2 separate regions of the Gossypium hirsutum genome follow, and region 2 is linked to region 1. A link is a contact called in public Hi-C data. All regions are on one chromosome and are shown on one strand. The core of a region is the stretch at or near the end of the contact, and the rest is flanking DNA. Distances in the headings are between cores, read along the strand shown. Region 1 holds the start of LOC107903558 (WEB family protein At2g38370). Region 2 overlaps LOC107903529 (regulatory-associated protein of TOR 1).

Region 1 (4,572 bases), core at 1,155-3,654:
TCTTCCAAGGCTTTCTTACTCGTTTTAATTTCCTCCGTGGCCTCTTCTACTTTCTTCAAGATTTCCATTTTCGAAACATTTGCTTCATCAACTTGGACCATAGCATCGACTACTTTCTTATTAGAAAGTTCCTCGGCATTTTGTGCCTTGGACATCAAGGCAGAGTACTCCTCATATGAAATAGTCACCCCTTCGGCTTTTTGCACAGGATTTCCAGACAAGCTCTCCTTGCGCGAAAGGTTTTTTATCTCAGCAAGAGCCAAAGCTTCAGCGGCTCGGGCAGCTTCCTTCATTTTCTTAGCAGCAAGTATCCTCATCTCAGTCGTTTTTATTCTCGTTTTAGTCTGTTCAACCTCGGATACTGCTCTTGAAACCTCCGATTTCGCTGCTTGTCCTATTTTCTTGAATTGCTCAGCTTCAGAACTTAGTCTTTGAAGTTCCCTTGATATATCCAAAGGATTATCAACCCCGGTTTTGATTTCAGCCTCTTTTGCTACTTGCAGTTTCAGTCTTGTTTGAGTTAACTCTTCTTCGAGCGACGATATCTTTGAAGAATTCTGACTTAGCCTCTCTCGAGTCCTTTCGAGAGAATTCCTTTCCTTCTCTAATTTCTTGTTTAGTGATTCCACCGAACCTCGAATATCAGCAAGATCATTAGTTGTCCTCGAAAGGTTCAGTTTCGCCTGTTTCAACTCCATCAAGATTAAACCCGGAGCTGCCGAAGGACAGGGGCTTAAACTTCCCACCAAGTTCGGATGGCCACCACAACGATTCTCTTTCTCAGCATCCGTGTTCTTCACATCCACTTCGGATGCTTCTTTCTTCAGCTTTAATTTTAGTTCTTCGACGGTTAATTTCGTTGTTTCGAGTTCTTTCAGCACATCCAACGTTTCTCTTTCTTTAACAATGAGATCTTTCTCCAGTTTCGCCGCTTGTTCCTCCAATTTCGCAATGTCAACTTCTTCCCCATCATGCTGCGAAACATTCAATGAACATGAAAAAAGTTTAAAATCGAAACATCAATCAATTGAAACTAGAGGGCCTTCGAGACAACTCATATTATAAAAGCTGTTGCATTAACAAGAAGACTACAGCAACAAGCTTCAAAGTTACAGTAATAAAGAAGCCATGAGGAAACCTAGTAAACAATGATACATATGTATGTTTGCATGCATGTATATATGTATATATATATGTCTTTATAAGACAGCAAAATCCATATATATGTATCATTGCACTAACAAGAAGACTACAACAACAAACTTCGAAGTTACAGTAATAAGAAGTCATGATGAAACATGATACATACATATATATGTATGTACGAATGTATACATGTATATATACGTGTTTATAAGACAGCAAAATCCATCTATATGTATCATTGAACTAACAAGAAGGCTACAACAACAACTTCAAAGTTATAGTATAAAGAAGCCATAATGAAACCTAGTAAACAATGATACATACATACATTCAAACATACATACATAATGTATTTATGTATAAGACAGCAAAATCCATACAAAACAACCCTAAAAGATTTAATTTAACAATGAAAAGCTTAATTTTTTTTAGCTGCATTAAGCAAAATACAGTGGACTATTCGTTTCTAAACACTTATTATTCTGATTTTCCACCATTTATTTTACCTCAAAGCAAGAATTTAAGCAAAAATATGAAAAAAAAAACACAAATTTGACAGCCAGATAGTGCATTAAAATTTTCAAAGTTAAGAACTTTATGAACCCACATTGAAAATTTAAACAAAAAAAAAACATGAAACCCAGTAACATTTTCCTTAAAAAGAACCAAAAATAAAAACCAAGATTTTATTTTTACCTCAGTTTCAGACATGAGCTTAGGTTGAGAGGGTTTCCAATAACCGATTCCACCAAATCGAGAAGCAGCCTCTTTAACTGATTCAAACGGTGCCGAAGTATCGATCTCAGCTCTTACACCACCGCACAAACCACCGGTTTTGGTGGCTGAAACACCACCACCACCAATTTCACAGCTTTCCACTTCCATTACAAAAAATAAACAAAACCCAGAATCCTAAATAAAAAAGAACACTAAAACACCTTAAAATCTGCGAAGAACTTAATAATGTTTGGTTTTTGTGGGGGGTTTCGTTTTTTGCTACTGTATGGAAAATACAAAGCGACAGTGCTATAAAAGAGGGAACGGTAATGAACTATGAGACTGAAGAAGAAAAAGGGAAGATTTTGAGTTTTTTTCTTTTATTGACATAAATGTCCTCGATGTTTGGAGAAAATTGCGATGAGTTAGGTGGAGTTGTGAGGTAAAAAAAGCGGGGATTTTGGTTTTTGGTGGGTGCCCTTTATGGGGAATGGGAAATTTAAAGCGTGTGTGGGGGCAATATGGGGGGACACAGTGCTTTCAACGGCAATAAATCTTAACGGACTTTAAAAGGACAAGAACCTTATTTTTTGAGTGTTGGACGGTTGAGATTTTCTTTTTCTTTTTCTTTGCCTTTATTTTATTTTTAAAAATTGTCGTTAATTTCTTAAATTTGAGGGATAAAGTAAACTTGACAATTTTTTCATTTTGGTCCTTGATTGTTTTGTCTGCATTGGTCTTGAAACTCGACAGGTTTTTTCAATTTAGTCCCAAAACTTGAATTATATTAAGGTATAATAACGTGGCAATCTAAGATTGTGCCGCATCATCACTACACCTTAACAAAAATGTAAGTTTAGGGATCACATTAAGAATTTTTACCAAGTTTCGAGGCTAATATGGACCAAAAAAAATTTAAGGATCAAATTGAAAATTATTTTCAAGTTCAAGGATTGAATATTGCTTTATCCCAATATAGTAAAAGACTCAATTAAATTCAATTAAAAATATTTTTTAAAATTTAGGGATAAAACAATATTAAAATGGTTGAAATTATAAACCATAATTCCATACATTTAATACTATTAACAAAATGGTTTATAATTTCTTAATCCAATTTTTTTTGGTAAGAAAAAAATTATTAAACTAAAATGAACAAAAGTCCCAGAAACCTTATCTCATCCAAAAGTATCAAATAACTCCCTAAATACGTTTTCAATTATTTACATACCCTCCTTCTCGCCAGAAGACGGTTTAATAATAAAATCAGCGACTTGATTATTTTCTCTAAGCACGTGTTTTATTACCCAATAATTCTTACTCTGTAATAACTATTTAATTCATCGAAGTAAAGCTGAATTCGAAACCCAGAGTAACGTTATGATCTATTTTTAATTTAAACTAATTAGTTTAGAAAAAAATGATAGTTTAAAAGAGGACAAGAAACGCTCCTTAATGTATAATTAAAGGAAGAAATTATGGTAATTTAATAACTAGTTGGTCAACTTAAAGTTTCAAACACAATCAATGCTTTATGTTTATTTTCTTTTAGCTTTAGGAAAAGTAAAAAAAAAATTAAAATTGTATGAAATAAAGAATAAAAATTATTCATCGTATTTGTTTTTTAGTCCCTCCCCAACCTATAAATAGGAAGATAATAAATTTCAATACACTTAAATTCGCGTTATTCTGCACTGACAATAATACAGATATCAATCGAGTAAAACTCATTCAGCTAAAATGATTGATCTTCTTTTTATTCAAATTTATTGTGTTGAAATCAAAGAAGCTTTTTACTTTTAACTGTTGCATGCGTTGTGTTTTTTTTTTCTTTTACCAGCGTAAATTTAATTATTACTCGACCGTTACAATATATATTATTAAAGTGGAGTGTATGAAGATAGGGTAAAAAGTAGAAAATAATCGGTCCATCCAAATTGGACCCAACTTATGTGGTACCTTAAACTAAACATTAAAACGAATTCACAAGCTTGGGCTTGGCGAGTTGTGCTCATGCCCCACACATGGTTCTTCTTGATAAAGTGCTCATGTTCTATGAATGCGCCATCTCTTGAGGTAGCTAACAACATTTGAGCTCTCTATAGAGTTAGAGATAAAACCTCAATCGGGAACAATATCAACTCATTAAGGGGTTTGTTGATTTTAGAAGGCCAACTCTTTGGAAGAGTTGAGCTCTCTTCAACAAAAAAGAGCTAGACCAAGTGATACTAAGGTTTTTAAAACTGGACTAATAGTCGAATCAGTTAGACCACCAGTTTTCAATTCTATCAGTTCAATCGATCAATTTGGTTTTAATCAACTAAATTATCAAATATTCATAGAAATTTAAAAATATATTTAAAAAATAAAGACAACCGATTCAACCGGTACCAAGTGTTTCACTCAAAATCTAGTTAAAAGCTTTGTTCAGACTGATATGCTAGTCAATTATTGATCCAACCGGCCAATCCAGTCTGATTCCAACAACCTTAAGTGGTACCATGCTCAGCTCAATATGACCTATAAGTTATGGGTTGGGAGACTCAAACCCTCTCATAGGGAAATGCTCACATTTCATTTGCTAGATGAGTGTGCACCTTGCATGTCCCTTATCGACAAGGCGTTTGCTTTTTGTTGAGGGGAGACCGACTCCATTTGGAGAAGTCTACAAAATGTTGGCCATCCGGAGCCAACGAACCTCTCAATAGA
Region 2 (4,572 bases), core at 816-3,315, 54 kb after region 1:
ACTTTTACCTCTCATGCTATCCGTATTTATCTATCTGACCCGCATTTGTTCTTTTAATGTTTAGGCTGGTTCGCACAACCAGGCCGCATACTCAACAAGTAGCAAGAGTTGTGGGTATTGGCTTTCAACCCGGACTTGATCAAGGAAAGGTAAGGCAACTCACATTTCTTATGTCTGGTAAAAAAACGTGCATCGATGTTGTCAACATCCTTGTTCCTTGTTGAACATCTCATTCGAGATTTTGATCTAGGAAACACAAAACATTGATGAACTTTCATGTTATTTTTCAGATTGTTAGTGCATCCCAGGCTGGTGATATTCAGTTCCTCGATATTAGAAGTCAAAGAGATACAGACCTTACAATTGATGCTCACCGAGGATCACTTACAGCTTTAGCTGTTCATAGACATGCCCCGATAATCGCCAGTGGTTCAGCAAAACAGCTAATCAAAGTTTTCAGTCTAAAAGGTGAACAACTCGGCACCATTAGATACCAACATACCTTCATGGCCCAGAAGATTGGTTCCGTAAGTTGCCTTACCTTCCATCCCTACCAAGTGTTACTCGCTGCCGGTGCCGCCGATGCCTGCGTTTCAATCTATGCTGATGACAACTCTCATACAAGATAAACGTATAAATCCTTCCACAGTATCACAAAACCCGGAGGCAGATCATGGTGAATGAAACCGTCTTAGGCACAAATTTCATGGAAGGTCAGTGATCCAAGTTAATAGTTGCAAAAATTTATTCGAGTTCGGATCATTGTTCGAGTGTTTCGGGATATGCTGCTGCCAGGCTTACAATTCCACTATGGGTGTTATTGGAAATTCAGGGGTATAAACAGAGATATATATATTGATTTCATTAGCCTCCGGTCACACGTTTATCTTTGCATAAACATATACGGGGGGTTTGTGGGGGTGGCTTTGGCAAATAATATGTTATATATATAGGTGATGATGCATTGTAAATATTTTCCTTTGTTTTTTTTTTTTTTGGTTCCCATTATTTCATGGTTTTCAATGTGTTGAAATTGTAAAGGCTGCAACATTTGCCATTGTCATAAATTTTACGTATTGCAATCAGATTGGTTTATGGTCAAGCCCCAAGTTGTTGCCACTCTAAAGCTATATTTTTGGAATCAGATCAATGGTAAAACCGATTAAGTTCCGATTTTGATTAAATAAATTCTTAAAAATTTTATAAAATCGAACCTAGTTCAATCGGTTCAATCAATTTGGATTTTTTTTCAGTAATTTTGCAGAACTTCCTATTAATTGTTGCCACAAATGGGATTGGACATTTAGGGTGTTTTTTGGATTATTTTGAGAGGAGATCAAATATTTGTATTTTTTAAATTATTTTAATTCCATTTTATAGATTTGTAAATTAAATTAAATACTATTATCCATTTGAATTTTTTCTTTTAAATATAAAAAAATATTCAGATGCGCAAAAAATTGAAATTTAAATCCACTAAACATCCACTCTGAATGCATATAAATCATTTGCTAATCCCAACAGTCCTAGCAAAATATTTACAGTTCTAACTTCATACAATAATTCACAAATCATAAATGGTAATTTCAGTAAGAACCAAAACTATTGCATTGTAATTATTAATTTTGAAGGTGAGAATGGCAATGGTAATGGCAGAGGCTATAAATAAACATATTTAAAAGGCACCAAAAAACTATATACTAATATAACAACAACAATATTGAATCACAAATCAAATCTAAAAAGACAAATTCCACAGCAAATCAATCTAAAAAGAAAAACAAATCCATGTCTTAGATACTTTGATTTACACCAAAGATTCACAATGGACATATATATCCTTTTGCATAAACCTTAAAACTACAACACTCTTTTCTTACTTCCTTCCACCAACCATACTTTGTGTATTACTACCCGACAAGTTTGGTGATGTACTACTACGCCTTCCGTCGCCATTTCCGAGCACGTTCAGATCTTCGAACAATAGGTATGATGGGATAAAAGGCTTTTGTCCTGATGTGGGAGCAGGGTTCCTAGGACCGGTAATCGTCCAAGAATCACCTCCGTTCATTGGTGCTCCGCCGTTGGTTCCTCTTATGGGGAATGAGCGATTATGCTGCAAGGGTCTGGGCCCTGTAATGGAATTTGATGCAGTGGTGTTCACTTGGGGAGTGGAGATCATGTTATTTGTAGAAGAGCGGTGGTTTTGGCTGTTGAAATAACCGGGAGTTGCAGCCCATGGTGGAGGGGGATATGCGGATGTGTATTGAGGCCGGAAATATGGTTGGTATTGAGGTTGTCCGAATGACTGGTGCGGTGACTGGGACTGGGATGGTGATTGGGGTTGGAGTCGGATTTGAGACTGTGTATTTAACTGATGAGGCTGGGATCGTGCTTGGAACTGATGTTGAGCCTGAGATGGTGAATTCAACTGATTTTGAGCTTGCGGTTCAGTTTGGAACTGGGTTGGTTGTGGCTGGACTTGGGGCTGAGACGGTTTTTGAGGTTGAGCCCAAGGAACCACATAACTATTATACGGCAGCTGCGCCTGACTTGCAGGGTATGTTTGGGAAGCATAAGGATATCCTTGGCTGCTAGGAGGAACAGGTACCTGATGTTGAGATGCAGATGGTGGTGTGGGAGGGGCATGCGGAGAGGAAGCCGTTGTTGTGGACAAGGTAAGGCTTAAAAGATCAATCAAGTCCTGTTCTTTCGAAGTTTTAACTGGTGCAGGTGGATCAGGCAAAGCTAAAGCATTGCTCGGAATAGAGGTTGAGGCAGTTGGTGTATACCATGTCGTCACATTGGCATTACTGACTGGCGCAGTAGCTTCACTTGTTCCAGGAGAAGCGTTCTGAGGAGATGTGAACTGTGCTCTGGAATGCCTGCACTCGGAACAAAAGGTGAACCAGTCAAGAACTGAGCTAAACCTATCATATTTACACAAGGTTTGATTATAGACAAGCAAGGTAAAAGCACCATGGAGGCCCTTGAACTGTGAGTCGAATTCCATTTTGCCCCTCTATTAAAAAAAGGGGCAAATTAATCTGTATACGCTGGATCAAAGAGCAAACTGGTTCTTTTATTAAAAAATTTCATCCATTTTATTGTTAAAAACTGGTCCTTGTAATCTGGTTATTTTGTCAACCACATCAGTTTTTAGTAAAATTGGATGAATTTTTAATAAAAAAGACCAACTCTTTAATCTAAAATACAAAGACTAATTTGCCCATTTTTTGAGTAAAAGAAGCAAAATGCAATCCGACTCCTATTACAAGGGCCTTAATGGTACTTACCAAACTAGCAAAGGAATTTTCCTAACGACAAGCCATATACACAACATAAAATTAGTCATTTGTAGGACTGCAACAGGTGAAATAAGGTGAAGTAGAGGTTAGCATATGAAACCTTCTAGCTAGCTGTGCGAAGTCGTCTTCCTCTTCTTCCTCTTCATCGATATGGCTTTTTGTCACAGTGGCAACCGGTGTGGGTGGACTTATATTAGGTGCTGGGCTCTTCGCTTCACTTGATTTGTTGGAGGAACTTGCTTCATTATGCATCGGGCTTACAGCAGTAGCTTCAACTGGCAAGGGGGAACCTAAAGCTATAGCATCGTGTTTCGCAAGTAAGCTTTGCAGGCCATCATTTAGTTCAAGACCTCGAGCTAAAAGTTCCTCGTCCCTGCCACAGCCAATAAAAAGAAAAAGAAGCAAAACTTTTGACATCTGCACATAGGCCACGTATAAAAGAAAGAACTTCGACATTTTTACAAAACCGTTTCAACGATAAGTTCCAAGTCATTATAGAAAAACAAAATTCAGAGACAGACTAACACGGTAGTTGTAAGCATCTGCATCAGCTTTTTTTGGTTGGAACGACATCGATTAACGAGATCAACTATCACTTCATCTTTCACTGCCTGTTAATACGAACCAAAAATCACAGTTAAACATTCCACCGACAATTTAAAAGAAAAGGTTTCATTATTATCGTTCATACCGCACTATGACTCGGGTTTACAGCTTGTAGCATGTCACTTAAGAGCTCCACAACATCCTTCATTGAGTCTAAGCTAGACAAACTAAGATTATCAATCCGAAAAAGGAGTGAGACACAAAAACACCTGTAAATAAACAAAGAAACTTAATAAACAAAACTTAAAAAGTCATTTTTTAGACCTTAAACTTTCGATCTCAGTAGCCATTGTTTCATCAAGCCTTCTAGAAGAATTGCTTGGCATTCCATAACCGGGATTCAAGGTTGGATGTGTAGCTGGTGGTGTAAAGATAGGAGCTGTATTTGATGAACGCTTGGGAAATTCTACTCCCGAACGCTGTCATTTATACATTTACAAAATTTTAGAATCACTATAGTTAAAGACAACGAGAGTTAGTTGATCTTAGAAGTGGACATCCTCGGATATCATATCCTTGATGCCAGTCCACTACCACATGTTATTTAAGGGTGCTAGGCTTACCCTTAGCTCATCATATGCCCAGTAGTACTGTGGATGTTTACCCCCCGGACCGCCAAATGCCTCTTGCCAAGAGTCCAACAAAGCCAAAATTTTAT

The links. Hi-C and Micro-C count contacts between places; a contact is called where the count stands out from the background.
Region 2: a Hi-C map of leaf shows a contact between it and region 1, with 2.9 times the contacts expected there. The contact joins the enhancer-like site here to the promoter of LOC107903558 in region 1. A contact is called at or near these places in 5 of 34 Hi-C or Micro-C datasets (leaf, petal and seedling).

What each region holds. Positions count from the first base shown.
Region 1 is chrD02:398,211-402,782 of Gossypium_hirsutum_v2.1, forward strand. LOC107903558 (WEB family protein At2g38370) reads right to left here and starts at 2,405. Exons shown (of 2, transcript XM_016829642.2): 1 at 1,843-2,405; 2 at 1-974. The coding sequence starts at 2,031.
Region 2 is chrD02:452,711-457,282 of Gossypium_hirsutum_v2.1, forward strand. It overlaps LOC107903529 (regulatory-associated protein of TOR 1), which reads left to right. Exons shown (of 23, transcript XM_041087917.1): 22 at 65-149; 23 at 291-1,102. The coding sequence ends at 629. It overlaps LOC107903521 (TOM1-like protein 6), which reads right to left. Exons shown (of 9, transcript XM_016829594.2): 4 at 4,478-4,572; 5 at 4,179-4,333; 6 at 4,000-4,081; 7 at 3,834-3,919; 8 at 3,409-3,681; 9 at 1,721-2,885. The coding sequence ends at 1,877. Among protein-coding and RNA genes, the nearest start is that of LOC107903521, 4.5 kb to the right of the region's middle. Within about 2 kb of position 2,066, at least 1 of the 9 cell types and tissues checked has an H3K27ac peak or open chromatin away from gene starts, as enhancers often do. A contact at or near this core is called in leaf, where this site is marked.